2 separate regions of the Mus musculus genome follow, and region 1 is linked to region 2. A link is a contact called in public Hi-C data. All regions are on one chromosome and are shown on one strand. The core of a region is the stretch at or near the end of the contact, and the rest is flanking DNA. Distances in the headings are between cores, read along the strand shown.

Region 1 (4,443 bases), core at 74-2,573, 620 kb after region 2:
ACTTTGTCTCTCTCGATGTATGGAGTAGAGACTAGTTTCCACATGCTTGGGGGAGGGGGACATCATTTCATGTGCATAGGTGTGTGTGTGTGTGTGTGTGTGTGTGTGCATACACACACATAATTCCACATACTCTTTAAGACGGGCGGTGAGCATTTCCAGCAGTAACTGTCCCTGTGGCAGTGCCTCACAGAGCTCACAGAGCTCATCCACATACTGAAATGAGAATCGCCTTTAGCAGAGCAGCGCTGAGGCCATTACTTTACTTGCTATGAAGATCAAACACCTGACAGAAAGCAACTTAAAGGAGAAAGGATTTTATTTCAGCTACAGTTTAAAAGTGTAGTTCCTCCTGGTGGGAAAGACATGCCCAGGAGAGCAAGTTTAGTTGTCACAGCAGAAGCATGAGGCTGCTGGCTTCTAACTTGGGTGACCAAAAAACAGAGAGGAAGAGTGCTGGTGAGCCAGCTTTGATCCCTGTCCACTCTTACTCCCAGTGCCAGCCCATAGGACGGTGCTGTCCGCACATAGGATGGGTCTCTCCCTTTCAGTTAACCTGCCCTGGAAACATCTGTATGGGAAAAAACCAAAGGTGAACCCCAAAAACATCCCGAGTTCTCCTGACCCAGTCTTGTTAACAATCAAAATGAACCATCATGAGCAGTCTTTTGCAAACAGAATTTATTCCACACATGGATTTTATGGATTTTTTCTACCTATTTAGTTTATTTGTCTAGAAAGAGACAGACCGAAACAGACACCCACCAACTTCCTCAGTTTTCTAATATTGTCCTTTTGTGGAGGTCCTCCACTTAAAAAGTTAGCGAAGTTCCAGATATCACTGGCAGTTTTCTTTTTTTATGTAATGCAAAACATAAAATGATGCTTTCTTTTCATTTGTATTGATTTAGGCAAAAGGTCACATTTATAGAAAGAAAGCAGTAGGCCTCCTCTAGATTTTCTAAGACCCTTGAATACATTTGCAGTAGAGTTCTATCAGAATTCAATTACTGCTTGTCCCTTCTCCAGTAGCCAACAATAAATGCATAGACGCACTTGAGGAAGTTACAGGGACCTGATGAAAAAGGCGATGCTTCTGAACTTGGCAGTGCCTGCCTCCTGCCTTGTAAATGTCAGCATGTGTCCGTGTAAGCATCTGACGTTGCTCAGCAGCACATACCAAAGGCCAGGAATTTGGCAGAGTCTCGCTGATTCCGATGCCTAAAAATACTCTGTTTTATCAAAGTCTATTCTGATGCCTTTTACCATGTGGAGAAAATGCTAGAACAGCAAGATCTTCAGGAAGTGGAAAGTCTGAGATGCTTTCCAAAAATTCCAAATGACACAACTACATTGTGCAAGAAGTAACCCTTTACCCTCAGTTCTGGTCGCTGGACTATTTTTATCTCCATAGACTTTTTTGTCAGGACCTTTTGCTTATTTATAAGCCATATAAAGTAATTTTCTCTCATGTTTAAACACGTATTGAATGTAATTTTATTCCACAAATTATTGTGGAACATATGCTATACATAAGAAGCTTAGCTGAACCCCAGTTGTAGCAGCTAGAGTTAGGGAATCTCCAGCCATTAGTATGATGTTCACGAGTGGTCTCCAAAACAATCAAGACATTGAGATAGACACACACGGGAGGATCTGGGAAGGAGAGACAATAGAGGGCAACGGGGGTGGGGAGAATGAGTAGAGTATATATGTCATAATAAATTTATTATTCTGTGCACTAAAACCAAGAATAGAAATCTATGTAGAATTAAGAAGGAAGAAAGAAAAGAAAAAAGAGAAGTTCTGGGCTTTTGCCCCTTGACCAGGGCCTGCAGACATACCTAGTTACTGTTCCAGAACATGAGTCACTCAAGCATACACCCCCATGCCTGCCCACCCAGTGGCCACCTCATACCCCAACCAAGGTGCGCCTACAAATACACAAGAGCTCCAGATAGTCGCTAATCCACTTAATGTCTTAACTTCCAGTCTTTGCACCTTCCTATGCAAACATCTCTGCCTCTCTCGTCCACTTTCACTTCACACAGATTTGTAAAATTTTGTTCTTTCTATTTTATTTCATGCACTGAAAATGCTCTCCGCACAGGTCACCCATTCCAGGCCTGAGGCAGAAATTCCTTTATGTATATTCTCTAGCTCATGCTGGAGTCTCTCCCTTGCCACTCCACTGCAAAGTGCTTTATGCATCATTTCACTCAGCTCTTCAAAGGACCTGAGTGGTGGGCTAGATGTCACTTATCGTGTGTGTGTGTGTGTGTGTGTGTGTGTGTGTGTGTGTGTGTGTGTGTGTGTGTGTGTGTGGAGAGAGAGAGAGAGAGAGAGTCAGTTTTAAGAAAATGGAAGAATAAATCTGTGGTCCTACGTATGTACTTTTGTCCTAAGGGGGAAAAGCCGAAGGATATGAGATATTTAGACTTTATGGCTGCATATTCTGGGCACTTTTGCAATATACTGCAGATGGGGAGGGAGGGTGATGGAAGGAAAGTAAAGGAAACTTGAGAAGAGGAGAGGCATAAGGCAGGATCAAGAATGAGTTGTACTCCATAATCAGTTTGGGTCGGACAACCTGATCCGATCCATATATTCACAGTCCAGACACTAGGAAGGGAACGTAGTTACAGTAAAGGAGTCATTGTATAAAGCAACCTGGAAAAGACAGAGAGGAAGCTGGCAAGCACGCTCCCTCACTCGTCACAGAGAACCAAGCAGGCTGGCAGCAGGTGACAGAGAGGAAATCCGTAGGCAGTGAAGGGCACAGCACTGGCAAACAAGACCAGTGAAGTTGGGGAAAACTTTTAGAAAATGGCACTGAAAAAAAAGAAGAAGAAGATGAAGAACGACTTAAAATAGAAAGTCTTAGTAGGCAGTCAAGAAAAGAAAAATCAGTGTGCGCTCACTAATGTGTGAGTTGCATTGCATTCAATTCTTTGTAACGTTCCCTGTCAAATTCAACCCTCAGGCATGAAAATTACATGTCAAATCTCTCCACTGTAGGTCACCTAAAAATAGGTTCCAGGTATTAGGGAAAGAGCTGGCCAGTGGGCAAGACCTGAGAGGCTTGTGAGTCCAGAAATGTTACACATTTAGATCCAGAAAGCACACAAGCCAGTAGCTACGTCCAAGAGGGGAAGCAGGAACTCCTAGTGGGGCCCCTCAGAGGCTGCCAGACCATGCAGGGCTCTTGTTCCTCTAGGCAGCTGAGAGCCAGCACAATTGAATCCCAAAATGAAATTGGCACGTCAGCGAGGAGGTGTCCTCTGATGTCCCTCTGAATTCCAAGGTCCTAGGATTCAGGACAGTTTCCTGGCATGCAGCCAGGCCCCTGTGATAGGATGGATCTTGTGCTCGGCTTAAGCTCTGCTACTGCTGTCTGTATGGAAGAGCTTGACAGTGTTTATTTGTTCCTTTATATCTTTGTCTGTCTGTCTTTCCACCTCTCTGTCTGTTTGTAGCCCAGCATTTTCACGTACTGGCCATCACAAATTAATTGGCTGGTTCTTTGGGGAGATCTGCTGCTTCACGTGGAATGAACAGATATCACTATGATCTGGGATCACATGGGACAGCTTTGTTTATGGATTTATTTTCTTATTGTACAAATTACCACACAAAATATAGAGTTCAAAACATGGCAGTTAAGAGAGCACAGATAACAGACTGCAAGAGCAGGTCCCCATTTTCTGGATGAGAGCGCTGACAGAAAGAAAATCCTTGCACATGAAAAGATATTTTTGGAGATGGTTGAAGCTTCATTTAAGCTTCATACTGTCTTGCTAGAATCAAGGAAGGGACAAAAGTCAAGGTTAGTACTGTCTTAGTCAGGGTTTCTATTCCTGCACAAACATCATGACCAAGAAGCAGTTGGGGAGGAAAGGGTTTATTCAGCTTACACTTTTCACATTGCTATTGATCACCAAAGGATGCAGGACTGGAACTCAAGCAGGTCAGAAAGCAGGAGCTGATGCAGAAGCCATGGAGGGATATTACTTACTGGCTTGCCTGCCCTAGCTTGCTCAGCTTGCTTTTTTATAGAACTAAGACTACCAGTCCAGGGATGGTACCACCCACAAAGGGCCCCCCCCCTTGATCACTAATTGAGAAAATGCCCCACAACTAGATCTCATGGAGGCATTTCCCCAGCTGAAGCTCCTTTCTCGGTGACAACTCCAGCCTGTGTCAAATTGACACATAAAACCAGCCAGTACAAGCACCAGTTTCTCAAATCTGCAAGCCTGTTCTGTTCTATCTTGTCCTGTTCTGTCATGAGACAAGCTATAACTCCGTAGCCCTGGCCTGGAACTCAAAAGAGATCTTCCTGCCTCTGCCTCCTTAGTACCGGGATTAAAAGGGTGTATCACAAATACCCAGCTTCCACAAATGTTTTTATAAACTCCTTCTAGTAAGGGACTAGAAAGGGAA
Region 2 (4,690 bases), core at 675-3,174:
CAGCAACTAAGAATTACCAATAGATCCTCTGTTGCCTTGAGCCTTTGGAAGAGGTAATGGATATATGTTCTCTTTACAGATGGACATTCTGAATTCTCTTTTCTTCTGTACTTTGACCATTGTGGGTCTCTGTCTTGATTTTCTTCTACTAGAATTAGGAGTTTCTCCATTGTTGATTCAATAATGCCTTAATCTACTATTATAATGATAGGTCATTAATAGTTGTTTTAATACTATATCCGCTACCATAATGTTAGTAGAGTCATGCCTTCTCTCCTTGTATTTTATTAAAATATATTATTTGTTTACAATTTTATTGTAAATTCCACAAATGTATGCAATACATTTTGATCACACAAAATTGTTTTGTTAATACAAAGTTGTTGTGCATAAAACCCAGTATGGCATAAAATCCATCTTCTTATAGTCTTTACTGTATAGTCTTTCTCTCTTACACAATGTTCATTGGGCCTCTGAGTGGGTATAGACATCCCAGTTATGAATAATCCTTTAACCATCATTTATTTTCAGCACTCTGGCCAGTTATGGGTCTTTGCTGCTAATCATTACCCACTGAAAATACATCACCTTATCCAAAGATGATGGCAGCACTAATCTCTGGGAATAAACATAATTATTTAGAATGATATTTGGAGGGGAAAATCATGTCCACTTAGCACAAAAACAACAGCAGTTTTGTTTTGTTTTGTTTTGTTTTTTCTACTATAGACTATAAGCTCTTTAGCTTAGATAGAAATTTCCCCAGCTGCCTTTATAGCATCCTTTGGTACTATGATGGGCTAGCCAAAGAGGAAGAAATTTCCAGCTCAGATCCAGCCTGTGTTCTCTATATCCTATGACAAATGCACGTGATGTCTAGAACAAGAGGGTGTTAGTATGTGTTTCCAGTGATCAGCCACAACAGTAGCCATTGCTGGTATTGTCCTGAGGTTCTCTGGGGCTTCCCCATGCAAAACTTATAAACTTATAGTTTCAATAGTAAACTATGGCTTCAAAACTTTGGACTCAAGAAAAAGCCACAAGAAAACCTGACCCTTGGTAAGCTAATTACAACGTAATATTAAAAAGCAATATACCCTATATGGTTAGATGAATCTGGTATGCAGCACAGCTTAACAAACACTTCCTAACACATAACAAGTGAGTCAAACTTCCTTTTTATCCTTTGAAGTTATGTTCAAAGATCCTCCTTGTCTAGAGTCTCATTTTCTTTCTTCCTGAAGAACTAGCAATCTTTTAGGACTAACCTTACATTTCATTTTGTTTATAAGTTCACATTCCATTGCTAAATTCTGTTTTCTAATCTACTTCCATAACTATGTCATACAGCAGTTTCATCATGATGGAAGCATAATTGAAGCAATTAATATGATTGGCTGAACACCTACAATATGTCAAGAACTCTTCCAAATGACCTATGTCCAGTGCTTCACTGAATTTTCACAATCACTCCATTTTAGTTGTTCACAGTTAACTCAGAGAACTTAAGTGTTATACCAGATTTACTCATTTAGCACATGGCCAACACAATTTTTCATCCAAATGCTTCCTGGGTCCAAATCTTTAAAAATAATTCTAGGACACCTTCATTCTAGTTGTTTGAATTCCGTTTCTTACCATATAATACTACATTTCTATATTTGGAAAACTTTCAGATTGTTTTAACTCCAGAATCTGCATTTTTCATGTTTTTGAAATAGCTTTTTGTAACCTTGAAGATGAGTCTTTTATATTTGCCAAAAGTGTTTGCAAACATCAAATATAACATGAGACAAAGCATTACTGTTCTGCACCTTTAATAGCAACCAGACATTTCCCCAGACTACCTTAAATGTTGAAGTTACAGAACTGGTCATGATTAATGTAATAAGCAGCCAAGATGGTTTACTTTATGATCTCTGCATGACATCTAGTGGTTGGAGTTGGAATATTTACGGAAATGATCTTGTGCCAGAAAGTCCATGTTAGTTGAGAGTCCTCAGTCTCAACATAAAAGGAAGAGTGACACACAGCTCTCTCACTTCTGAAGTCTGGAAAGAGGGAACTCTTGATCATTTATATTTCTCACTCCATGTGTCAGAGCACAGCAATCTGTCTTTGTGTTAAGCAATCGCTGCTCACTGGGGCTTGTGAAACTTTATTTGCCTGTAGTTAGTACTCACTTCTGATGGCTGTGACTCTGGTAATCATTATCACATGCAAAAATGAACAAATCCTTTTGGTTCTGTTTCTTCGACTCTGTGCCACAACAAACCCTCTGTGGCTACAAAGAAGCTTTATATAACCTGCATGCACACAATAACATCACTGGCTTTATTGTTTTAGATTTTTAAAAAAGTGTTATGTACATCTGTTTTGATCTTTCTAAAATGTTATAAACAAGCAATTTCTAGATTTTGAGTCATAAGCATGCCCTTTGTTTTTCATCCTCTGATATAAGATTTGGAAAGAGCTTCCAGTAACTTTGAGTCAGCTTACATGACTGACAATACAAAGTGGCACATGACATGCTTGTGTCCAAGTGATTGGCACACCAGAGCTGGGAGAAGCAGGCAAGGACCTGAAGTCCAACAGTCAAAGACAAGGTCCCAGAGAATGAGTGACTGGAAACAAGCTGTTGCCCTTGAACCTGTGTTCCTACAGAGGGATCTGAGGCTGCCCATCACACCATCTTCTAGTTCCTTCGTCCATAAAACAGAATGTCATTTACCTCAGTTTCATGTGATGAAAACCACCCTAGCATGTGTAAAATTAAGAGTCATTCTAATTAGAAATAGAGAAAGAAGTATTCAGATCAAAAACTGTCCCTGGGTATTCACAAATGGATGCAGGCCAACAGAGAAAATACGTGACAACCAGAGCAGAGAAAATACGTCACAACATGCCGCAGAGAATCTGAAAAGCACTCATAGGTGTTTTCTGTGAAGTCTGGAAATTATCATAAACACTACTTTTTAGAATTTTTCCATCAGAGTTTTTATCTAGAGTTTTGAAAACATTGTTTATGTAATATGTGTGACCTAGTGAATATATATATATATATATATATATATATATATATATATATATATATATATATATGTATATACACACTATCTGTTTGCAGGAGTCTTTGAGGGGAGAGGGGAACCTTGGATCCTCTAGAGTCAGAGTTGGCATAGGTGCTAGGTACCAAATCCAACTGGGTCCTCTGCAGGCGTTTAAGTGCTCATAAGTTCTGAGCCATCTCTCCAGTCCCCTAACTGAGCTTGGAAGTTCATGTGATTTATTATCCTTATTTTCTTTGTGATTGTATGTGGAGCACATGCCTTAACACACACGAAGAGGTCAGAGGACAGCTTGTTGAGTTGGGTCTCTCTTCTTCCCACCCTGTGAGCCCCTGGCATCAAAGTCAAGTTATCAGTCTTGGCAGCAAGAACCATCTCACTATGCCTAAACACCATCTTTTAATGTTCTGTTATTCCTAAATATTCTTTTTTACTGTGACATAAGCAAAATTATGCATTATGTTTCTCAAATTCAGGGTTTTTTTCACTATAAACAAAAACCAACACTATGATAGTACTAGAAACATGTTAACTTTGCAATGGGAAACATATATACAATAATTATTTAGTACTTCAAAGTCTATTGCTAGAGATTATGGTATCAGCAAACATGAAATTCACCTCTGGGATAAAGAGTAAAAGAAGCAATCCCTCTGCAGAGGCTCAAAGAAGACTTTTGTTGAAGAGGTGAGTTTCCCATGCATGGTCTTTGAAGTGGGTTCTTGTTAAATCTAGGGACCTCGTGATGAATGAACTAGAAGAGAGACTGCTGACAGATCAGAATACTACAGTGGTGGTTTTGTCCTTTGGTTTGAGAAAGTTGATGATTATTAAGCTCCCTGCCTAACAGGCTTTGTTCCTAACCCAAGATTCTCCACCCTAAAGAGACAAATAGTAAAGGCATTTGAGGTTGCCACTTAAATAGACTCTCTCCTAGCCTTCCATGTGTGGTGCTTTTTTTTTTTTTTACCCCGATAATGTATATTTTAGTCACTGAAATTACTTATGGGAATGGATCTGGTGTTTCTGCAGGTTTGAACATAAAAGAATAGACAGGCAAACAGATGGAATCACATATGGGTGTTCATGGATCCGATTCAGGAGGGCTCAACTTTTGCCTTCTTGGGATTATTTAGTTTTAAAAGGCAGTCTCTGCCTGCCTCTCTGTTATTTATCAGCATGAGATAGCTGACCGATTTAAGTGCTGATCTTAAGCAAGGTTGGCACGTCCACCCTTGATATTTAACAGACCTGAACTGAACAAAGCACACACAGTTTGACTCATTTTAAATACTTGGTCACTTTTTAACTCCATGTAAACTCTTTGGTTAAACCTTATTTCAAACGGTGAAATAATCATAGCCTTCATGCGCTGTCTGGTTTAGGACAGGTTTTTTTTTTCCCCTGATGGGATGGAGTGATGGCTTTGTGGTTAAGAACTCTGGCTACTCTTCCAGATGACTTCAGTTCAATCCCTAGCACCTACAAGTTAATAAACAACTATCCGTAACTCCAGTCTCAGATGATCCAGTGTCCTCTTCTTGCCTTCAGAGGCACATATGTAGGCTAAACGCACATCACTCACAAATAAATAAATAAATAAATAAATAAATAAATAAATA

Evidence for each region. A called contact is a pair of places that touch in the nucleus more often than the background predicts.
Region 1: a Hi-C map of neural stem cells shows a contact between it and region 2, with 6 times the contacts expected there. The contact joins two enhancer-like sites. A contact is called at or near these places in 1 of 15 datasets of contacts at CTCF or cohesin (the NIH/3T3 cell line), 12 of 484 Hi-C or Micro-C datasets (the G1E-ER4 cell line, the HPC-7 cell line, the MNK3 cell line and 8 more) and 3 of 115 datasets of contacts at active chromatin or transcription factors (cardiomyocytes, heart atrium and kidney).

The regions. Positions count from the first base shown.
Region 1 is chr16:87,260,513-87,264,955 of GRCm38.p6, forward strand. No RefSeq gene overlaps it. Among named protein-coding and RNA genes, the nearest start is that of Gm41484, 16 kb to the left of the region's middle. Within about 2 kb of position 1,324, at least 58 of the 459 cell types and tissues checked have an H3K27ac peak or open chromatin away from gene starts, as enhancers often do. A contact at or near this core is called in heart atrium and neural stem cells, where this site is marked.
Region 2 is chr16:86,643,092-86,647,781 of GRCm38.p6, forward strand. No RefSeq gene overlaps it. Among named protein-coding and RNA genes, the nearest start is that of Gm32461, 160 kb to the right of the region's middle. Within about 2 kb of position 1,925, at least 52 of the 459 cell types and tissues checked have an H3K27ac peak or open chromatin away from gene starts, as enhancers often do. A contact at or near this core is called in heart atrium and neural stem cells, where this site is marked.